2 separate regions of the Drosophila melanogaster genome follow, and region 2 is linked to region 1. The links are chromatin contacts, called in public targeted proximity ligation maps. All regions are on one chromosome and are shown on one strand. The core of a region is the stretch at or near the end of the contact, and the rest is flanking DNA. Distances in the headings are between cores, read along the strand shown.

Region 1 (5,575 bases), core at 1,819-4,318:
TTTCGCTGACGGCACCTTGAAGGTCTCGCCCACTTGCGTGTCCAACTCGAAGTATGCGATGGAGCACCAGTATTCCGGCGGCGGTTGGCGAGACAGGAGGCGTGGTTGCTGCTGTTGTTGTTGCTGCTGCGGAGGCGTCTGTTGCGGGGAGCCGAGGTCACCCGAAAGCGACGAATTCCCTGGAAAATGAAGGACAGGGATTACAAAGTCGCACAGTGGGCTACATAGCCTAGACTTACAGAAGCCCCCGGGTAGAGAGCGCGGATCTGGTGGTTGCATAGACTGCGTGTAGGTGAGGGTGTTGGGCCCTGTCCAGGTGCCAGCCGCACCGCCTCCGGCGCCAGCCTGAGCCCCAGCAGACCCAGTATTGGCCTGCACACCGGTCGGTGGCTGCTGCGGCTGCTGTGGTGTGGGTTGGGCTGTGCCAAAGACGCCACCACCTCCAACGGGAGCACTGCCCGCGGATCCTGGCTGCGACACGTAGCCGTTTTGCTGGGCGTGGACGGACGGGGCCACCGAGGTGCCACCCCCACCGGCACCTTGCATCTGACTAACAGGAGGTGGCTGTCCATAGTACTGCCCTCCAGCTGCTGCTCCACCGCCGGCATTAACTGATCCATTGGGCACACCGCCTGATTGCTGCTGTTGCTGCTGCTGCTGTTGTTGTTGCTGCTGCTGCTGCTGCTGCTGTTGTTGCATGGCCAGTGCGGAGGCGGGATCTGTGGGCGAATTGGCCTGGGTATGGTGCACCCCATTGCCCTGGGGATTCTGAGCCTGCTGCGGCGGGGGTGGGGGTGCCATCACGGGACCGGGATTCATTGGACCAGGCATGCCCGGCATACCGTGAGGCACAGCTGAAAGTTGATTTTGGGAAAAGATTAATGTGTATTCAACTAATTGTTAATAAGACAAATATTATAATAGTTTAAAATCCAACATATGAGAAAAATTGTAATTAAAATTCGATTTTCGAAGCTTCAACTATAATCAAGGCCATATCCTTACGGAGTGAGTGAGCAGCTGCCTGCGATTGTGCCTGCTGCTGCTGTGTAGGTTGCGGGGTTTGCTGCTGCGGCTGCTGCTGTTGTTGCTGCGGGGGCTGACCCAGCCGGGGGGGAGGCGGTACCATCCAAGAGCCACGCGACCCAGCAACTCCATCCTGGGGCTCGATTTTTGGTATTGTGCGCCCGGTGGGAAACATTGCACTCATGGGATTGGCATCGCCAACTACGCAAAGTCAACATAAAATCGCCAAAAGGAAACAAATATAAATAAATTATTAAAACCAAAGAAATAAACGAATGTAAACAATTAAGTAAAATGAACAATTCAGTTTAAAATTATAAATAATATAGAAAAATTATCAAGAAATCCAGTATCGAAAACTCAAACTATATCGAATTAATGTCAATACTGTAGTCTTACCATATTCAGAGGGACCCTGTGGATATCCGTAGCCGCCGGGCCCCACCATTTGCGTGGGATGGTGCTGTATGGTGCCGATGTCGTTGCCATCGATGTCCATGCTGCCCACCAGCGGACCCGCTGAGTATTCGTCCTTCACCAGGCGACTGGGGCCCGACTGCAGACTCAGGCCGGACAGATCGATGCCCGGAGAGACGACGCGCTCGTAGTGGTAGGGATTCACGCACACCGAGTCGCACTTGAGATCGAAGGCGAAGGCGCAGTACTTGACGTGCTTCAGCTCGTTCTTGTGCAGGTCAGGCCAGCGCCAAATCCGGGCGTATATGACGTGCGGAAAACCCTTGCGTCCAGCAACCTTCGATAGAGAATGGTAAAGTGGTAAGTTCATTGCTTATACACATTATCAAATTCGATGCAGAAAGTCTGAGAGACTCAACCTACCTGCAAGCGACCATCGAGGGTGCGCTGTATGGTCACGCACTTGCTGGGATGGGCTCCGTTCGTGGTGATGGCCGTGATCAAGGAGTCCAGTTCGTCGCGCTTCTCCTTGAGCTTTTTGACCAGCGACTCGATGGCTCGCTTGGCAAATCCCTCGCTTTCGCCGCCCTGCCGATGGCACATCAGCGAGTGGACGATGCTCAGACAGGCGTCCGCCGATGTGGGGGCGTTCGAGGGCGGCGGCGGCATTTGCACCATGTCCCGGACAATTACTGCAGATGGTGGGGGTAATTAGCTCTGAGTTTTTTTAGTAGATCAACGGATACTGTACAGCTCAATCCAATTTCATTTTAAATTTCAAAGAGTTTCAAGTTTATCAACAGTAAATAATAATGCTACGGTAAGATTTAGGATTGTCCACAATACTTGGCCACAAATCGATTTTAGAATAACAACTCGAAAAGGAGTTCACTATGACTGCTGCTCCTCTAGAGAACTTCACTTACTGTCCTGCGGGGCTACGGCGCCGTACATGTGGGCGGGCGGACACGCCCCCGAGCCGCCGCCCATGCCAAAGTCCTGGGCGAGCGAGCCCAGAGTGCGAGCATGGGCATCCACGGCGGCGTTGTTGCTGGATCCGGATCCGGAATGGGGATCGTGAGCGGCGGAGAGCGGAGTGGGGATCGTACGGTGGCTGGAGCAGGCGTAATCGAAGCCGGCGGCGGGCAAAAACAAGGCGTAGAATCACTGGCCAAAGAAAAGCCAAACAAAGGCGGCACGCGAATGTGAGCACAAAACAAACGGCGGCTGGATGGCTTTGTGTGAGTGGGCTTGGGGGGTGTTGCACACACGCATACACACACACACGCGCGCGCTGAACTAACTCGACTTGAACTCCCACAAAGTTGGCGTAATTTCCCTGCGAAAACTCTCCTCTCCTTCGTCTTCTCCACCTCCTTCTTTACGCACACTGGCACACGCACTGCACACACACACGCCCAGCGAGAAGTTTCCTGCTCAAATCCTTGGTAGAGACTGGCTTTTACTGTTTTTCGTGGAATTTCATAGTTTGCACTTAATTGGCTGCTTGGGAAACTCGAAAGTACAATTTTCCGCCCGACGAAATCCAGTTTTCCAGCCAATTTGCCTTTTTTTCCTTTTTTATTTTGTTGCGGCTGTGCAGAGTGACCGTTTCGCGATACAACATGGGCGGGCGTTGCCAGATGGGCAAAGCGCGAAATACCTACCTTGGATTTTTACAAACACCTAGTTTGGTCAGTTCTCGAAGATTTGATTTGAGAATAAGTTTATATTTTTTGGAAATAAGAAGCAAGAAAAGCAGATACTGATCAAAACGCAGAGGCATCCGGGTAAGTGCCATGAGATTTGTTACACCGACTTACACTCATTTCGCGGGCTGTTCAGTGCGTAAAACGAACTTTTTGAAAGGCCGAAAATCAATCGCCACGCGTTTTTTCCCATTCGCATGTGTGTGTGTGTGTGACGAAATTGAGGAAAGTTTCTTATCGTTGAGATTGGGGAAAATCGAAGGCTGAACATCTTGTGCAACAAGTTAATTGATGTTTTCGCATTCCCATTGAAAAGTTTCTTTCCATTGCTTTAATTGCTAAAATTCATTCATAAAAAATTGCCGTTGATGAGTCGTTTGTGTGACAGGTTGTTTCTAGAAATATGCATGTGTGTGTAGTGGGGCCTGAAATAGACCACCCCCTTCCCCTCTTCTCTTGAAAATGTTCACTTGGCAACAGTAACGAATTTCCTTTTCGCCGGAAATGCATTTCTCCGGCTTTTGTAAAACAGTTTGCTGCGTAGTTTCCATCTTCAAAATATCTTATCAAAATGCGTAATTTCAACGCTTATCTGAACGGAATTTCGATTTGCGGCGTACATATGTAAATATGTTTATATTTTGGCAATGACATTGATTGTGAAATTATGTGTGGGAAGTTTGCGATTCCCTGCCAAAACAGAAGCTTCCATTTGTAATAGTAATTTGGGAACTCAATTTAACTTCGAGGATTTGTTGCCCTCATATTTTTTAATTCCCTAACTAATTAAATCACTTGTCATAAAATTGTCTACATCCCGCATTCAGAAGCATAAAGTTATTATTTAATCCCTATCAGGCTTACGGTGTTGAAAATTGTTCGACACCAAAAAGAATTATTGCGGGCTTATTTGAGTTCGGTGTTCAAAATTGTTCGACATCAAAAAAGAATTATTGCGGGCTTATTAGGGTTCGATAACATTACAGCGAAATGTTAGTTAACAGAGAGAATCGAATAACATACACATCGATAGTGAGGGACTATCGCTTCCGCTGGCTTAGGGTATTTTATAGTACAAATTTCAGTTCGCACCAAATCTGTGGAACTTGTAGGCCTACTGGTAACACTGGTCGCTCACAATATTCTTCATTCGTAAAAAAACAACAAAGCGGAGAAGTACCGTTTTTGCGAGCGCGAGTGTTTGAATGTGTTTGTTTGCTTAGGAATAGAAAATAGAAATTGAAAAGGACCAAGTGCAAACGTACAAAGCTTTGCTAAAGCAGAACTAAAAAAAATCAGCAGGAGGAAAATGCACAGCTGATGGAGAAAAGTCCCAAGCACCTTCAGCCCAGTGTGTGTGGGAAAAATCGATCCGCAGACGGGAAAAATTGAGGATAAAATGCCAGCCTAATAAACAGAGTTCCAATTGTGATACAAACGCAGTACAAATTAGTTAACAACTAGCTTAAATGGCCAACGACAAGGTTTTATAGCTAACTATCTGACGCAATTGAATAAGCGTAAAGCTGCCAGCCAATTTATTCACTTATTTTCGAGTGCAATAGAAGCAAAAATTCACAACTAAACAAAGTTCATCTCAACATTCCTGCGCAACACAAAACAACAAAATGGCTGTAAAAACGTAAGAAAATGCTAAATTTATTTAAGAGTGGAAAAGTCGATAAAATGCAAAAAGAGAATCAAGGTTTTTTTCTTCATCTATCAGATGATTTTGTTTGTAGGAAAAAAGAAATTATATTAGGCATACATACAAAATTCGTTCATTTACGTGTTTGTTTCGCTTCCATTTGTTTCACAGCTGTTTGTCTGGTGTTTGTGTGTGTAAGCGAGAGAGTGGATTTGGGGTCCGCTATTCGTAGGTCGTTGCTTACAGAGTGAGCGAGAGGGTCGAACGAGGGGTGGGCGAGGAACTATGCTGCTTGCAGTGGTATGTGTGTTTGAGGGGCTGTGCTTTTTATGCAAGCTGTACAACATACATATGTAATGAGACTAATGTACGCCTTTGTTTCCTTGGCACCGCCTTATTCGCCTAGAAAACCCATTCCTATTGCCTTCCCCCATTTGCATATCTGTTTTATTTCCAATTTGCGTCAATTGTTTTACTTCATATTCCCCTTTTCCTTTGTTGTTCTCCCCACAATTTGTGTGTTCCGCTTCCAAAGTTCCCTTGCCATCGTACACACACGCGAGCTGCAAACAAAGACTTTGTATGTGTGTATGTTGTTCCCATTCGGATTTTTACCTCATACACACACTCACACCAGCACAGCAACTTGATTGGTTTGGGAGTGTGCGTGCTCTGGCTTGGAATTGCGTCAGCCAAAAATAAAATATGTGCGACGGATAAAACTACTTGTTTTCGTTTCAAAAACACTTTTGCTCATTTTAGGAAGCAACTTGTT
Region 2 (5,575 bases), core at 1,220-3,719, 70 kb before region 1:
CGGGGATCGGGCTCCGGTGTCACAGCTCCTTTTCGTTTTTGTTATTCCAGAGGGCACTAATGCATTGTGCTGCCTGTTCCTTTGTGCGATCGCTGAGTGGATGGATGGTTGGAATGGATTGGAATGGATCGCTGGTGCCTGAGGGACGGGCTTTGTTTGGCATTCACTTGTAACTGACTTTGGTTGGCTTTTCGAGGGCCATTTAGGGCAGGGCACACTGGCAAAAACTTAGGGGTGCTGTTTCACATAAAATAATGTACCTAGGAACGGTAATTCTCTATATATTATACTTTTGGTCACCGATTTTGCTCAGTGCTGGGCAGAGCAACCCTCGGATAGCGGAGTGCTTGTGCGGCATCCTGTTGCTTGCTGTTGCATGAAACAGGATGCCAACGAGCGTGTAATGCCCTGTTACCCCCGATCCTCCACCCCATCCCAAGGCCGCACCCTCCACCCCCGCGAATCGAAGGCAATCGAGTGCGTTCAACTGTTGCTGCTTGATTTCCAATTTGAATGCTTCGAAGGAAGCGATAATTGGATGGATATTGCTGTTGATTCCTCTTCCTGTTCGGCTGGGAACCAAAGCAATTTAATGGCATTTCAAACAGTCATTTCCCTGGGCGAAGTTGCACTTAACTCAAGGTTGCCAAGCCCCTAACAAAACACCCATTGCCGGCTTGCAAATGCGGCGCACAAAATACAAAACAGAAACGCGAAAAAGACCAAACAAATCAAAATCAATTTGTCAAGCGACACTTGCCACCGTAAATAAAAGTGGCCAGCAGCAGCACAAAAAGCGGCAACACCGCCGACCGCAACAGCAACTTCAGGCTTAAAAAAAAAGACATTCGAACGGCAATCAGAAATCAAAACAAAAACCGCTAAAATAACACAAAAAGAGCCACACACCGAATAAAATACAATCGAAACCCACAAAAAAGGCGCGCATGCGCAAAACGAGTTTTCGACTCGCAGAACAATTGAAGCTTTTTCAGCCGGCGAGCGACGAAAGCGTGGTTGGGTTGGATAGGAGTTGCCCCAACCAATCCCCGTTAATTGTTAGAGCGCACTTAGGACCACAAGGTGCCAGGGCGGGCGGCACACTGCCCAAAAAGTCGTACTCCTTGCACATTCAATACCCCTTCGAATCGAATTCTAAAGCCATTTGATCTAGAGCTCTGCAAGTAGAATTGCGTATGATTTATCATATTATAAAATTGATTTGGAAATGGAAGATACTGTTTTTCCTGTGTACAAGTGAGTCAGGGCTGTGCGATCGATCGACAATTGAAATGGACAACCGGAGCTGGACAGGATCCGCTGGCCACGGAAAGGGGATCTGGGGCAGGGGGCACATGCAAATTGCTGTAAGCCGCCGCGACAACTTCATTTGTTCAACGGAGCTCTGGTGGGCAACGGAAACGCAACCGTTGGCCAGAAAGGGGGCCGTCGAGTGGGCTGGGGAGTGGCCGGCAGTTGGCATCGGAGTGGGGACGGGGATGGGAGTGTGGATGGGAGTTGATGCACGTCGTCTGCCCAATTGAGGTTAAGTAATGCAGTCAAATGCGTGAAAAATGGCCAGGCAACAAGCAACAGCCGAAGCCGGCAAAAGTTCGGAGTAACTGGGCGGGGTTCCAGGATGGACTGAGCACCGGAGTCCCAGAGAGGCGACCTGCACGTAGGACTCGGTGCGTGACGGCAACTTAAAAAGAACGCACGTCGTCAAACGATGTTGTCACCACCATGCGATCATCATTACCATCACCGTCGTCGTGGTCTTCGGAAACCTGATCCGCGATTAGCATGCAGGCATTCCTGCGATTGATTTTTGTGGGTCACCAATGCGAATATTGAAGTGCGCCTGCCGGTCCGTTGCTCATTTGTTGGCAGACTGCAGTTACCCAATTGGTAAACCGGGTCAGGATGGTTTTTGCCAATCAACAAATAAATACCTTCTAATCTTTTATAACAGTCCTATACTCTATAACGACTGTATTAACCCCAATTCAAAACCCACCTGAGAATTCATCCCAAACTCTGCCCATGCCAATGATGTTACCCTTGCCACGGATCATTGAGTGCACCTGACCCCTACGTGCAAGTCGAGCTGCGAATCAAGCTCGGACTTCGGGCTGTGTAATTAATTTGGAATTGGCACCTAGTTTGACACTCGGGGCTGACACCACGACACCAGCCCCCAGCAGTTCGAAATGAACAGAAGTCCACAACTCCTCCGCCGCCTCCGCCTCCTCCTTTCTTCAATCACCATCCCGCAGCTTCCACTCCTCGGGCTCGCAAACAGGTTGCCATTGGCAGCAAACATTTGCTGTTGCCGTTTGCTCTTTGCGCGCGGCTTCTAATCCGTTTGGAATTTCAGACACGCCAAAGTGGCGCACCGGCTGTTTTAACCGAGCGAAGCATGCCACAATCACACTGTGAAAAAATCTAAATAACTTTGAAAAGCAGCCACTTTTTGATTACTTTAAAATTCTGGTAATATGGGTAACACATATTGTAATATGATTTTACCGACTGTAAGTACAAATTACCCACTTAAAACAGACAAAATGCTTAAGTGATCGTTTTTCCCAGTGCACGGATCAGGCTGCAGGCACAGGCTGCCTAGCCAGTTTGGATTTCTGACCGGCTGAGTGGATGCCTGGTGTCTGCTGTTGGCAAAATGTCAAGTGTCTGCCGCGGAAATGAGGCCGTTGTGGCAGCTAGACTCCGCGGATAAAGTCCAAGTAGAAGTTGCCACACGTACTTGCAGTGCAACTCGAGGAACTCGCTAAAGTTGACATCTTATTTGGCGAAGGATTCTTCAAATGTGCAATTTATTGAGCAACCAATATAAACAAACCACATTGGATTGGACTTTTAAATAAATTAATTAAAAACTGTGTTTGATAGTTCAATAAATGAGCTCTACTTGGCCTTTAAAGTTACATTATTTGACAACCGATTCAGTACACGAATATTATGTATACGCCATGTACACAACTATATGACCACATATTACTCTTAAAGATTTTAATCTTCATTTAGCGCTATGCGCCTGTATGTATGTATATGCACAAAAATCATTTTCTTTCATCAGTCAAGCGTCGCACATTGGATTTGATGAAGGAGCTGAAATCTCCCGATCTTCCGAGCACACGCCATGCGAAATAATAACAGACCCCTCGTCATGGATCGGCCGCCCAATCACTTGATCACATGTTATGCAATCCCGAAGAGAGGGAAAAATATAATGATAACCGTACGGCAGAGCAGGCGAGTAAAAATGCATTTTCACGCAGCCTGATGGAGGCGAAGTGAAATGAACCGAAGATAAATACACTGGAAAGAATAATAAAGTTTCAAATTCAAATAGTTGATGTACTGGAGGAAAAACTAAATTAACAAAAATCTAGAGTTTTTTTTCGTGTGACCAGCGATTGCCACTGCCAGTTTTTACTGAACACATGCTAGTCCCAACTCCCCTCCCAAAAAGCCCCAATTCCCCATCTCATCCCGAACACACGGAATTGCATGCCGAATTCCCGAAGCGAAGTCAGACGGCCAACCAGTTTCACTTGCGAAAGCAACCAGCTTCCATTTCCATTTCATTCGAGAGTTGACCGCGCTCAATCGCGTTTCGGGCCAATTAGCGCAACGATCAGAAGTAAATCCTCGGCGCAGTCGACTACGATGAAGGAGGCCAACTTGGAGGATCAGTATGCCAGTTTTCCGGAGATCAGGCGACCGGAGGTGCTGAAATTTCTGGACTGGATCCACGCGCAGCCGCACATCTCGGATAGGTTTTCCGAGGGCGAGGCACTGCACTTCTTTCACGCCTGCCGCTACAGCATGGAGGTGGCCAAGCAGGTCCTGGACACCAATCTCACGGCCCGCACCCACCTGGAGGAGTTCTTCGTGAACCTCGATTGCGAGCGGCCCGAGATCAGGCGCGCCATGCGAACAGTGTGGGTATTATTCAGGCCAAGCCTTTCTTTAAATTCCGTCAATTGTGCGTTTACCCAATATGATTTCCTTATATGTGGACAGCTCTATTGTTCCCCTGCCAGGAGCCACTCCCGAAGGATACCGGGTGATTCTCGCCAAGCTTGATGACCTGAATACCTCAAATTATAATTTTGCAGATGTCATGAAGCTGTGAGTACGAACATGTAATTTTAGTGGATCAAGGAAGAAGATTCTCTTAATATCGTCACCAAACTAAGAAAATCCTGATAGACCCTCCCAAGTAAAATAGCTATAGACAGTTCGCAAACATTTGTTTAATTCAACTACATCTTAATAGCTGTCAGTTATTGTTGTGTGATTTGCACGTCATTTGTGGCGTGATTATGACAAGCGTGCGGAGCATGAAGAGATTAAAGGTCCGATCTGAACCCTCAAACTTAGTGCACCGAAAAGCACGGAAATACATACTGGGTTGCTAAGTGTCGCCTCCGTACACAGCTTACTTACAAATCACCCACCAATCATTAAAATCTGCTGCATAATGGCAGTCAATTAAGAGTTAACAATTAAGCAGCCTTGAGAGACAAGGGTGTAGTTCAGGGGTTGCATCAGTGGATACACTCCTGCCTTGGAATGCTTGGTCTCGATTTTGAACACCTTTGCTCTTCACTTCCAGCTATTGCATGGTGTTTGACTTTTGGATGTATGAAGATGGCATTCAGCCGGGACACGTTATTGTAATCGATCTGAAAAACACTTCCTTGGGGCATGTAGCCCGCATTGGACTCTTGCAAATGAAGAAGTTCCTTTACTACCTGCAGGTAGGTAGTAGGCCAAGCTACGTTTCGCTACGTTTGACCAACCATTCAATTTTCAGGAAGCGGCTGCCATCCGGTTGATAGGCTTTCACTTCATCAACATTGTACCGTTCATGGACAAGATTCTTGCGCTGATGACTCCGTTTATGAAAAAGGAACTGACCACTGTGCTCCATATGCACAGTGACCTAAAGGAATTCTACAAGTTTGTGCCCCAGGAAATGCTTCCCAAGGAATATGGTGGTCAACTGGAGGAGGCAAACGTGGCGAAAGGTCGGTGTCCATCTAAATATGAGAAAATTACTTAAGCAATTGTTCGCAGAGATTTACTATAAGAAGTTGCTGGACAATCGAAAGGAAATGATCGAGTTTGAGACTCGCCACCAGGTGAACGAGAAATTGCGACCCGGCAAGGCCAAGAATGCATCCGACTTATTCGGGATTGAGGGAAACTTCAAGAAGTTGGATATCGATTAGGGCAAGGGCTCTACATTATTTTAGAAAATTGTTTTCTTTTACTGGTGTTTGATGACATAATTAAAGCGGACCGGATTCGCAAATTTTGCTATTTACTCGCGGCTGACTTACGTTTATATTTTGCATAGCATGCTTTCGGGCTGGAGCTGCCTTTAGTTGCTGTTTTAGTTGACACTGTTTCGCTTTGGAATCTGGAAAACTTATCTGTTCATTTTCGAGTCTAATTATAAACTACATGGCAATACCCAAAAAATTAATTGTCCTTTATTTATTTTGCAGCTTAGCTTTAAATATACATACAATGTATGTAAAAA

The links.
Region 2: a targeted proximity ligation map of the Kc167 cell line shows a contact between it and region 1, with 3 times the contacts expected there. A contact is called at or near these places in 35 of 107 Hi-C or Micro-C datasets (the Clone 8 cell line, the D17-c3 cell line, the Kc167 cell line and 12 more) and 5 of 7 datasets of targeted methods (the Kc167 cell line and the S2 cell line).

What each region holds. Positions count from the first base shown.
Region 1 is chr3R:31,608,539-31,614,113 of dm6, reverse strand. Med (Medea) reads right to left here and starts at 3,068. Exons shown (of 9, transcript NM_170560.2): 1 at 2,370-3,068; 2 at 1,867-2,135; 3 at 1,426-1,780; 4 at 1,006-1,227; 5 at 240-854; 6 at 1-179. The coding sequence starts at 2,433. It overlaps CycG (Cyclin G), which reads left to right and starts at 3,136. Exons shown (of 6, transcript NM_001276217.2): 1 at 3,136-3,233.
Region 2 is chr3R:31,677,913-31,683,487 of dm6, reverse strand. lncRNA:CR44091 (long non-coding RNA:CR44091) reads left to right here and starts at 2,469. Exons shown (of 2, transcript NR_074070.1): 1 at 2,469-2,534; 2 at 2,593-2,892. It overlaps CG11550, which reads left to right and starts at 3,608. Exons shown (of 5, transcript NM_143625.2): 1 at 3,608-3,965; 2 at 4,048-4,155; 3 at 4,643-4,787; 4 at 4,844-5,057; 5 at 5,107-5,341. The coding sequence starts at 3,691. The coding sequence ends at 5,261. It overlaps Zmynd8 (Zinc finger MYND-type containing 8), which reads right to left. Exons shown (of 10, transcript NM_170563.2): 10 at 5,517-5,575.